Regions from separate parts of the Mus musculus genome. Here all the other regions are linked to region 2. Evidence: chromatin contacts called from public promoter capture Hi-C data. All regions are on one chromosome and are shown on one strand. The core of a region is the stretch at or near the end of the contact, and the rest is flanking DNA. Distances in the headings are between cores, read along the strand shown. Region 1 holds the start of Stxbp3 (syntaxin binding protein 3). Region 2 holds the start of Ahcyl1 (S-adenosylhomocysteine hydrolase-like 1). Region 3 holds the start of Gpsm2 (G-protein signalling modulator 2 (AGS3-like, C. elegans)).

Region 1 (3,392 bases), core at 440-2,939, 1.1 Mb after region 2:
GTTTACTGAAAAAAAAAAAAAAGACATGTATTCCTTTGTATGTGCACTGTTACGCCATGCGTCAGTCTGTGGAAAGGTGACCTATTCTTATTTTTTCAGCTAAGCCATTTCTTCAGCCCCTTAATGTGTATATGTTTTGGGCTATTCTTGTCTTTTGGTTGTGTGTTTCGAGTTACAGGCGGTCCTAAGACTATTTTACAGCCTTACATCTTTTTCCTTTCATCCAGCCTGCCTATCTATATTCTACTCTCCATGTGGTGAGCCTGGTGTTACCCTAAGTTAACAAGAACAGGGAAAGCCTGTTATCTTCATGCTATTGATACTGGCGTTACTAGCATAACGGTATCTTTTTCTCATAAGCCCTGATATAAGGTGCCATTATAACTCAGAAGTAATTTCTTCAGCACAATTTGTCACCCACTTTCGTATGAGAGTCAATATAGACAATCTGCCTAAGTCAGTGCTTTCCTTACATCACGTGGGTCCCTGGGGATGCAATTCGTGTCCTTGGGCTTGACAGCAAGCACCTTTACCCACTCAGCCACCTTGCAGGCCCCCAGAAAGGATAAATTTGAAAATAATAAATATGAAAGGATAATTTTGTATTTCACAAAGTCTACTTATCTATTTAGTACCTTCTATATGGTAAACACCATGCCTGTACTGTTTTGGATTTTAATTTTATACAAGGAATTCTTGAAGGCAGAATTCTGTTGGCTAATTCCTATTCTGTTCCTTGTTCCCCAAGTCGGAGTAAGAAACACTAATAAGACGTTATTCCTTTTCTACTACTAGACTATAATTACTTAGAACCCAGAGATGCCAAACAAGGAAGGTCCTTCCGGTTTGCTGCTTTCATTGCTCTTCTAACCTGGCAGACCTAGGTTTGGTGTCATTTTAATAAAAGTCATTAAAGTTGGTCGAACCAACAAGAAGACCAATTGTAACACAAGGAGCAGACTATGCAGGGACCGGATACTAGATAAAACTTTAACAGTCCGCTGTTGCTTTCTCAAGAACTCTTTTTTTTTTTTTTTAAAGCAAGTCATATTCTCTTGGAACAGTGGCAGAAGGCGCTCTTGAAAAGCTACGCCTGCACTTTTTAAAGGACAAGACACTGAAAAGGATGGTAGTAAAAACCCTCGGTGCTAACATGAATATGGGACACCAAGCGGCTTCTGAAAACACGGGGACGAGGGCGGGACAGAGTAGTAACACAGAGCTCAGACTGTGTCGGATGGAGAGACGTCCGTGCCTGGTGTGGCGAGGGGGGTGCAATGGGAAGAGCTGTCCCGGGACAGCACAGGGACTTGGGAGGGAAAGTCGGCCCGAGTCAGGTCGCCCAAGGGTGGGGCTTTGCGGAAGAACCTCACCGGGGTGAGAGTTGGCCAAAGCCGCGGAGAAGGCCGCGTCTGGCCACCCCGCCCATCCCTGGTGCTGGCACGAAACCCGACTCTGGGCAAGCCGGAAGGAGTCAAGCCAGGGACTTGGTCCCAAAGCAACAAGTGCCCATGCAGCTCCCAGAGAGGCTGCAGAGCTGCAGCGGGAAAGAAGACCCCCGTACAGCCGACCCTTCCCGGCCTCATCCCTGACCCCTCCGCACTCACTCCGCCACACGACGCTCTTCAGTCCCCGCTCCGATACCGGCGGCGCCATCTTCCCCCAGCCGTGGAGCTACAGCCACCGCCTCCCACTCGCAACCTACTTTGGCCCTGAAAGCTGCGCTCGGGGGCGGGCCCTTCCCCTCGCGGTGGGGAGGCTCCGCCCCCTCCGCGGGCCGCGCCCTCAGGTGACGTCACGCGCATCAACTAGGGCGTGTCCCGCCTGTGCCTGGACTGCGGCTGCGTAGTGTGGTCAGACTTCTGTGCACTGTCTGGCGCCCCCTAGCGGAAGCCTACTATAACCCATATCTCAGTGTCCAATTTGGCATCAGAAAGCAAATATGTGAACTAACACAATTTATACAATTATGAATTTATACATACCGGGTCTTTTTTATTTTACATTTATCTGTGTGTATGTATGCATGTGTGCATACCAAGGCTCGCAGGTGAAGGTCAGAAGACCTCATCTTCCACAGTGTGGGTCTTGGGATGGAACCTAAGTTGTCAAGACACATCCTGCCATCCCCAATACGGAGACTTTATGCTTTACAAAATAATGTTTCATTCAGCAAAGCAATTCAAACTATACTGTTCAGAAGCCTGTTCAACCGCCATATGGGAAGTCTATCCCTCTCAACTTCATTTTAATAATTTTTGAAGATCATTGATTATTTAAGCTGTAAGGTAACCACCAGTGTTCCCAGAACTGTGATAGAGTTTCAGAAAAGTCTAAGAAATGAGAGACCCTCTTATTCCTATGAAGAATTTTACATTTTAAGTTATAGAGCACGATTCCTAGAATTGTTAATTCCACAAGGCAGGAGTAAGACCACTACCATAATTTTAGAGCTAAAATTGAAGCAAGCTTTATTATATCCAGGAGCACCAGAGACCTGGCCAATTAGGGGTTAGAGAGAGAAGTGCTGAGAGTCCCTTTTAAGGAGCAAAATAACAAGTAGTTGCAAAACAGTGTTACAGAAGCAAGACAACAGGGCAGTTGGGAAGTATAGGAAAATTTCAAAAGGACAAAAACCAAGTACTTAGTGATAAGGGAGGGTCAAAGTGTTCTCAAAAACAAGTCATGGTCACAGGGTGGTGCAGGGCAGGTTCCAAGAAACAGAAACTTAAAAACAGAAACTCAACTCTTACAATAAACGAAACTTTGTGTTTAACAATACAACAAAATGTCTCCTACCTTAAAAATGGAGTCAGGCAGGTTTCTCATTCTCCCCTTGACCTTTGTGTCCTTCTCAAATCCTTGATAGGGGACTGTCTTTAATAATGTTGTCAAGTGGCAATGATTCTAGCCTTGTTTGGTGGATGCAGGGCCCAATTATGGTAGCCAGTAGAAACATTAGCAGGCCAAAGAAGGGGAGAGCCATCTTAGCCATGTTGTCGGTCAACATTTGTTTGAAAGATTTTGTTTATTTATTTCTCCATCAATACTTGTCAATAGTATGAGAAGAATCAGAGATACTAAAACAGCACATTTCGGTAAATTGCTGACAACCAAGATTACATTTAAGTAACAGGTAAGAGGGATCTTTTCTGACACAGAGTTTCCTTGTTGACTATCTATCTGGTGGTAGATGGAGCCAGAGGTTATACCCCAAACTATTAGTTACACACAGGGTTCCTTTGGGTATGCTAAGTTCAATCGAGGTGATTGATGAGTCTTCCTTTCTGCTTCTTATTTTAGCACACCTGTGATTTCCACTATTAGACCCCTTTAGAGAATATTTGATTATGCTAAAGTCTGTATTATTACTTTGGGATTGGTCAGTTAGA
Region 2 (3,043 bases), core at 273-2,772:
GGAAAATAAATAAAGCCCTCTCAGGCACTGAGAGCAGCTTAACTAGTTCCAGTACAGGAGCCTTGGGGATTAACTGCTCTGCAAACCTTGCTCAGCTGAATCTATATCATCCTTGAACCCTACAAATACTGTAGGCAGGATTGATTGTGAAGAGACTTTATACAAGAGGAAACTATTTCAGAAAGGTCACCTCCTTGTTCCACTGCTAATTGGGTACCAGGTTAGAGGAAGGGTCAGCAAAGGTTCGACAGAAAGCACTGGAGACCCCGACCCTACCACTGAGAGAGCTAGTTAGACTCAGCCCTCCATAGATCACCTTTTCCAAGAGCCATAGAAGGATGTCCTTTGAGCTCAACCCCCAGCACAATAGGCTGAACTTGTAAGTGCAGTAAAGAATGAGCAATCATTTCTTCCCACCCACCTCCCCAACCCACCCAAGCTCCTTTCTGGAGGGATGTCTAAGTGATCTATTCACATGACTGCGATCAACCTGCATCCATGACAGTGTCTACTGTCACCAACCTCTAAATTTTCCTTTCTCACATACTTCCTAGCAGGTGGAAGACTGCACGGCGATTACCATTTTGCCTTTCCATCTCTTGTTGCTTTTAGAACCGTCAGCTGCATAAACCAGTTCATACGATTCTTTCCTCTTGCCTCTAAGCGATCACGCAGTTGTTGGTCGAACGGCCAATTCTCCCCCAAGAAGATGCTTTGAAAAAGAGCTGCCTGATTTCCCCCACTCACCTGAGGGGAAATTTCCTGCACAACCTCATCCCCTGGACAGGTCACAGGGGTCAGCTGAGTCGCTCACCCCCTCCCAATCTCGTCTTCAAGGCCCTCCATCCAGGAAAAGTCAGTCGCGAATTTAAGGCCTGGCCCTGTCGGGCTTCAGTAAGATCCAGGAGGACTCCGGCCGAGGGACAAAGAAAAGCGAGGTCAGAGCGGCCTCTTTGGCTCCAGCTAGGCCCATCGCCGCTCACCGGCCACCCACTACATCGTGTCAATGGTCCTGAGCACCCCAAACCCTAGCCCTAAGTCCCGAACTACCCGAGTCCGGGCCCGGGGCTTGCTCGCGCCCCTTCCTCGAGGGCCCTCGCCGCCACCCAGAGCCCCGCACCTTCTTGGGAGCCTTGGTGACCGTGGCCATGAAGGAGTACTTCTCGGCGTCCTCGATCTCCTTGGCCTGTTTCAGCTCCTCCCCGACACCGGGCAGCGGCATCGCGTCAGGCATCGACATCCCCCGGCCGGCCCGGCCCGCGGCTAACCCGCCGCCCCCGCCTCTTTCCCTCACGGGCGCCCGCCCGTCCGCGCGGCGCCCTCGGCCACGCGCTCGCCCGCCTTCCCGCCAGGCCCCGCGCCGAGCTGCTTGGGCTTCCGAAGGGCTGGGACCCGCGCGCGCGCGCCTCGTCGGCTCCGAGACCGGAGCCTGCCGGACAGCGACGGCGGCCACAGAACCAGAAGCAACAGCACGCAGCTCCGACCTGCCCGCGCAGCCACCTCCGCCACACGCAAGCACGCACGCAAAGTAAGGGTAGAGGGCGGAGACGCCACGTCAAGTACTGGCAGCCCCAAGGAGAGGGGGGCGGAAAGAGGCGGGGACAAATGGCGCGCTCTGGTGACGTCAACATGCTGGGCCGGGCCGCAGGAATCGCCCCTCCTTTCCTGCGCCTCGGTGATGAACGTCCCAGGGTGAGTAGTTGAACCTTGTCTGCCGCCAGGTGGTGCCATCAGCCCTATTGAGCCGAGTGTGACTCCTATAAAGATGCCACAAGACTAAGGGTCTTTGGACTACCAACTCCCCAGGAAACCTCAGCATGGGGAGGTGGCAGAGCATCGGGGATCGGGAAGATGGCATATCAAGAGCGATGCTTGGGAGCATAAACCAGAGTCCCACCGGACACATTTTACCCGGCCCTTTTTGGGAAAATTCAGTGTTAGAGACAGCCTACTCCCGGCCCACACCCTGGGCCCTTTGGGCCAGAAGTCCATTTCCAGGGGACAGTGTTTGCTTTTTTACTTCACAGGGGTGCAGAACAAGCTGAGAGCAGTCTGGTTTCTACACAACCCTTTATGACCTCCATCACCATCTCCTCCTGGGCCTTGTCTGTTTACAAGACCTTCAGGCTGCAGTGCTGATGTGAAGAGGTCATTAAGATAAGGTTGATGGGTTGGTCAGAGGGCAGAGAACAGGGCAGATTGAGAAAAAGTCCCAGCCAAATGGGTTCTCCTGCTCCATGCTCTCTAGGCAGTAGGCTCTCCCTGCCAGCTCCACTCTCAGTGAGTGTAGTGCAGAACGTTCAGTTTGGACTCGCACAGTTTCTGGATTCTACTGTGTACAGCCCCCGTATAAAGGCCCTGGGATGGTAGAGGTGCATGTGGCATATTTATGTTTTCCAAGAACCCATCCATTTGGGAAGGGAAAGCCTATTCGTAAGCTGGGGTCAACTGCGGTATCTTATCCTTTGAGAGTCATTCAAATGACATTGGCTCCAATTCCTATGTCCTGTGGAAAGTACAATGTTGTCCCCAGGATTTCTGTGAATTACTGAGGGGACTTAGGTTTTCATGGTCATCTCTGGCTCTAGTTTGCTGCCTCATCTGAAACATTACTCACTATTCCAGTCTTACAACTGTTTCTTTAGCTCTTGTAGTCACATCAGCCCCTTTCTCTTTCCAACTCTTACTCCTAAACCACAAAAAATGAGGCTATAACATGTAGCAGAACTTTTAATGAAGGTTTGTTGGTCAAAGGGGAGAGGTTACATCACATAGCAAACAGTCTACAATTACATTTCTGAAATGTTCCAAAAAGAGATTTCAGCCATCTATCTCACCATTGGGATTTCTCAATGACCACAATCTCCCTCAAAGCTCTCTAGTATACTCCGCATCTAGCTGTTTCCTGTGGCTCCTTTTTCATTCCTTTGCTTCACTCTTCTCTCTTGGGTGGACTCTGAGAAGCCAGATTCTTCCCCACTATGCTGAGAATAAGTCCTCCTGAGAGCCTTTCCACTAAATCCTCTCTAAGCTCATTCTTTTA
Region 3 (3,422 bases), core at 458-2,957, 1.0 Mb after region 2:
CTCAAAACTACACTGAATGAATGGAGGGAAGGAAGGAAGAAGAAAGTCAGCCAGCCATTTCATACCAGGTGGAATTTGTGCACATATTACAGCCCAGTAGCTGTAATCCCAGCTACTGGGCTGAGACAGGAGGATTCCAAGTTCCAGGCCAGCCCTAAACATTTAGCAACAATAGGTCTCAAATAAATGAATGAATGAATTAATTAATTAATAAATGAATAATCTGGAATTACCTCAGTGATAGAACTCTTGCTTAGTGTTCACATGGTTTAGAGTTCAAACCCAAGTACAGAGGAGGTGAGGTGTGGGGAGCCACACTATATATAGTGCATTACCTTTGTAACTAGCCTACTATTAAATCTCAGGTTTACATCAAAACATACTTGTAATAGTGTATGTCTGACCTACTGAAAATTCAGCTAAACTATTTTTCCGTGGGACACGCTTCCACAATACTCCACAGTCTCTGAATTCATAACCAGTCCAATCCTCGAATTGTAAGTTAGAAATAGTTTGCAAGAGGGGCCTATGAATGCCTAGAACCGGCCGGGCATCCCTGAACTCCCCCACTGCCCTCAAGTCAAAGGACAGGAACCTTCGCTTTTGAACTTAGGCGGAACGAATCTCTGCTCTTAGCACGTCGAAACCCCAGGCAAAAGTGCTCTTTACCAGAAGCAATCACGATGGTTACTAACAAGCCGGAAAATCTTCAGTTTAGCCTTCCAAAGAGGCAGTCTGAAAATTCTGCTTCGCTGGTGACAAAAACTTACAACACAAACCACACAGCAGTCCAATCAACACAAAGCACCGAGAGGAGAGTCAAGAACTTACCTATTCTAAGTCTACCCGGCGTTTAAATAATGCATTAAGGCAAATAAACATTGCCATCATTACTCGTTTCAACAGAGTTCAAATGATACTTGTTAAAGCCACCTAATTGTTTACCATTAAAATACAAGGAAATTACGTTTTCCACTTTTCATCTGAAGATACTAAGTTTACAGCTTTCCGGCTAAGATCTCAAACATGTTACGCTTGCTATAAAGCTGGTTACAACGATCTATCAGTTTCGCTTGCCAGTAAGTCTGGGATCCGAAAAGTTCAGGAGTTTAAATGTGACTTGACAAAGGTGTCTGGTGTGGAGACCCGGGGCCGGCGACGTGCCTGGGATTCGAATCCACTGGGATTCGGCTTTGTATCCACCGTCTGTTACGCTCGGAAAACGCGTGAAGTCGCTGCATCCCAGCAAGTATTTTCAAGGTCTGCAGAAGCCCGATCCCCAGTCTCCCCTCACTTAGGGGACAACAGCCTAAATGGTGCGGGTGCGAAGCCCCCCACGGAGCTCCCGGGTCCCAGCGTCACCCGAGCCCGTCGAGCCTCGGTGGTCCAGAGACCCCCGCCCCACGCCCCCACACACCCCACTGGGTCACCCCCTCAGGCTCCGCTCACCTCCCTCCGGCCCGCGGCTCCTGAGAACAAGGAACCGCTGCAGGGATGAGCGCCTCTGGCCGTAGACTAGGAACCGCGGCGCTTCCCCAAGTCGGGTCCCGGCGGCGACGCCGAGCCAAGCAGGGGCACCGCGGGAGGCTGGCGAGCGCCCCGGGCGCCCGCCCCCGGCAGGTCACGTGGGCCAGAGCTTCGGCCTCCCCCTGGCCTCTCAGAGGGTCTCACCGCCAGCAAGGCTCCCTCAGCGCCTGTACTCCTCTGCGCCTGCGCCTAGCTCCAGGCTCGCCCATTCAAACTGACAACGCCCCGCGTTTTTTGGACCGGCCAATGGCACCGGTGGGGCGGGGCTAGGCGGGTGGAGGGCGGGGCTAGACGAGCCAGGGCTCCCTCCTTCTAAAGATCTGTGTGTGGGGTTTGCCTCTCGGACTGTAGCGCTTGATTCTCCTCTGCTGCGGATAGATCCTCCGCCAACTAGAAGCTTATTGTCCTCGAATTTCTCCTTCAGATGGCGAAAAGTGGGACAATAAACATCAGAGTTCAAGCTGGGTCTAGTTCAGACTTTGAACCCAGGAGCCCCAGTCCACTGCCTCTTTCCCTGCAGGCTCAGTCCCGCCCTGGGAAAGTCTTCCAAGAGGCAGATGTGAGAAAGAAAGAGGCCTGTGTGAAAGGAACAGAGGGTCCCGTGTGAAAGTCTGAACAAGGAGCCTCAGTTCTTGAGGCAGTGTCACACACAGTTCTGGCGTTTCCAGATGTTGGGAAAGCAAACTTCTTCTGACTGCAGGATCGCTGGTTCCCAGGAAAAGCAGAGATGGCGAATTTAATCCGCTCCGGCGGCTTGCATTCCCATTCTATTCATGCCTTCATATCAAGTTCACCAAAAAATAGATCTTAGCTTGTTCATCAAATGTTTAAACTAGAGTCTCTGCTGTGAAGCTGATGACGTTGGTTACATTACATTATCTATAGCCACTGCCTATTTCTCCACTGGGATGAAATTTTAATGTTTTACAGGATTGGGCACCTGTTAAAGAAATTCTAGTTTCAGCATCTCTGTGGTGATGGCCGTGACCACTATATGTGTGTCATGGAAAACTGTATAGAGATAGTGTTAGCACCAGCCAGACCTGGGTTTGAATTTCAGCTCGGGCCTCTTCCTACTGACTGATTTTGAACCAGTTAGGCGTCTGTCCTCTGTAGCCTTAGCTTCCTCAGCTGTAAAACACAGATAATGAGACCTCCTCTAATAAGGTCTGTCATGATGCTTCAGGAGGTAAAGTTTATGAAATGGTTAACACAGCTGCTGACACATCGAAGCTGTTCAATAAGTGGTTCTCTTATTATTATCAGCGAGCACCCTTAATACCAAGTTCTTATAAAAAGCTGAATTAGCTGGTTGTACTATTTCAGAGGTAGATATTATAATTCTTCCATACTCATAAATTCTTTGTGGGAATTGGTACAGTAAACCACAATAAAAAGTATTTTAAATTCTGCATAGCCAAAGCGAATCGTTTCTTTCCTGTGCCCCCTTCTCTCATAGATTGGACTTTTTATCTCAGCTATCAGCAATGTCTATCTTCCTAATCAGTTGAACTGTTTTGTAAATCTTCTTTCCAAACGCATGCATCCATGAGATTGTGCCATTCTTCTACTTGAAGACATTTAATGGTCAAAAAACAAAACAAAACAAAAACAAACAAACAAACAAACAAAAAATAACAAGAGTCAGGTATTGTCTCACATACCTTTAATGCCAGATCTTGGGAGGCACAAGCAAGTGGGTCTCTGTGTGTTTGAGGCCATCTTGATCTATGCAGTGAGATCCAGGACAACCAGGGCTACATAGTGAGACCCTGTCTTTTAAAAAATAGAATATATATTTATATACACCTACTTTTTAATAAGTGTAGTTGAGAGTATTATATATGTAATATAAAATCCACACAGACTTTGAAACTGAAATATGACATAGAATA

What was found. Promoter capture Hi-C pulls out the DNA fragments that hold promoters and counts their contacts.
Region 1: a promoter capture Hi-C map of pre-B cells shows a contact between it and region 2, with 4 times the contacts expected there. The contact joins the promoter of Stxbp3 here to the promoter of Ahcyl1 in region 2. A contact is called at or near these places in 2 of 39 promoter capture datasets (liver and pre-B cells).
Region 3: a contact with region 2 is called in a promoter capture Hi-C map of pre-B cells, with 2.1 times the contacts expected there. The contact joins the promoter of Gpsm2 here to the promoter of Ahcyl1 in region 2. A contact is called at or near these places in 2 of 39 promoter capture datasets (liver and pre-B cells), 1 of 484 Hi-C or Micro-C datasets (B cells) and 1 of 115 datasets of contacts at active chromatin or transcription factors (astrocytes).

The regions. Positions count from the first base shown.
Region 1 is chr3:108,838,813-108,842,204 of GRCm38.p6, forward strand. Stxbp3 (syntaxin binding protein 3) reads right to left here and starts at 1,690. Exons shown (of 19, transcript NM_011504.1): 1 at 1,608-1,690. The coding sequence starts at 1,656.
Region 2 is chr3:107,695,038-107,698,080 of GRCm38.p6, forward strand. It overlaps Ahcyl1 (S-adenosylhomocysteine hydrolase-like 1), which reads right to left and starts at 1,523. Exons shown (of 17, transcript NM_145542.4): 1 at 1,121-1,523. The coding sequence starts at 1,240. It overlaps Gm40121 (a long non-coding RNA gene), which reads left to right and starts at 1,188. Exons shown (of 3, transcript XR_003954675.1): 1 at 1,188-1,692.
Region 3 is chr3:108,720,592-108,724,013 of GRCm38.p6, forward strand. Gpsm2 (G-protein signalling modulator 2 (AGS3-like, C. elegans)) reads right to left here and starts at 1,708. Exons shown (of 15, transcript NM_029522.2): 1 at 1,450-1,708.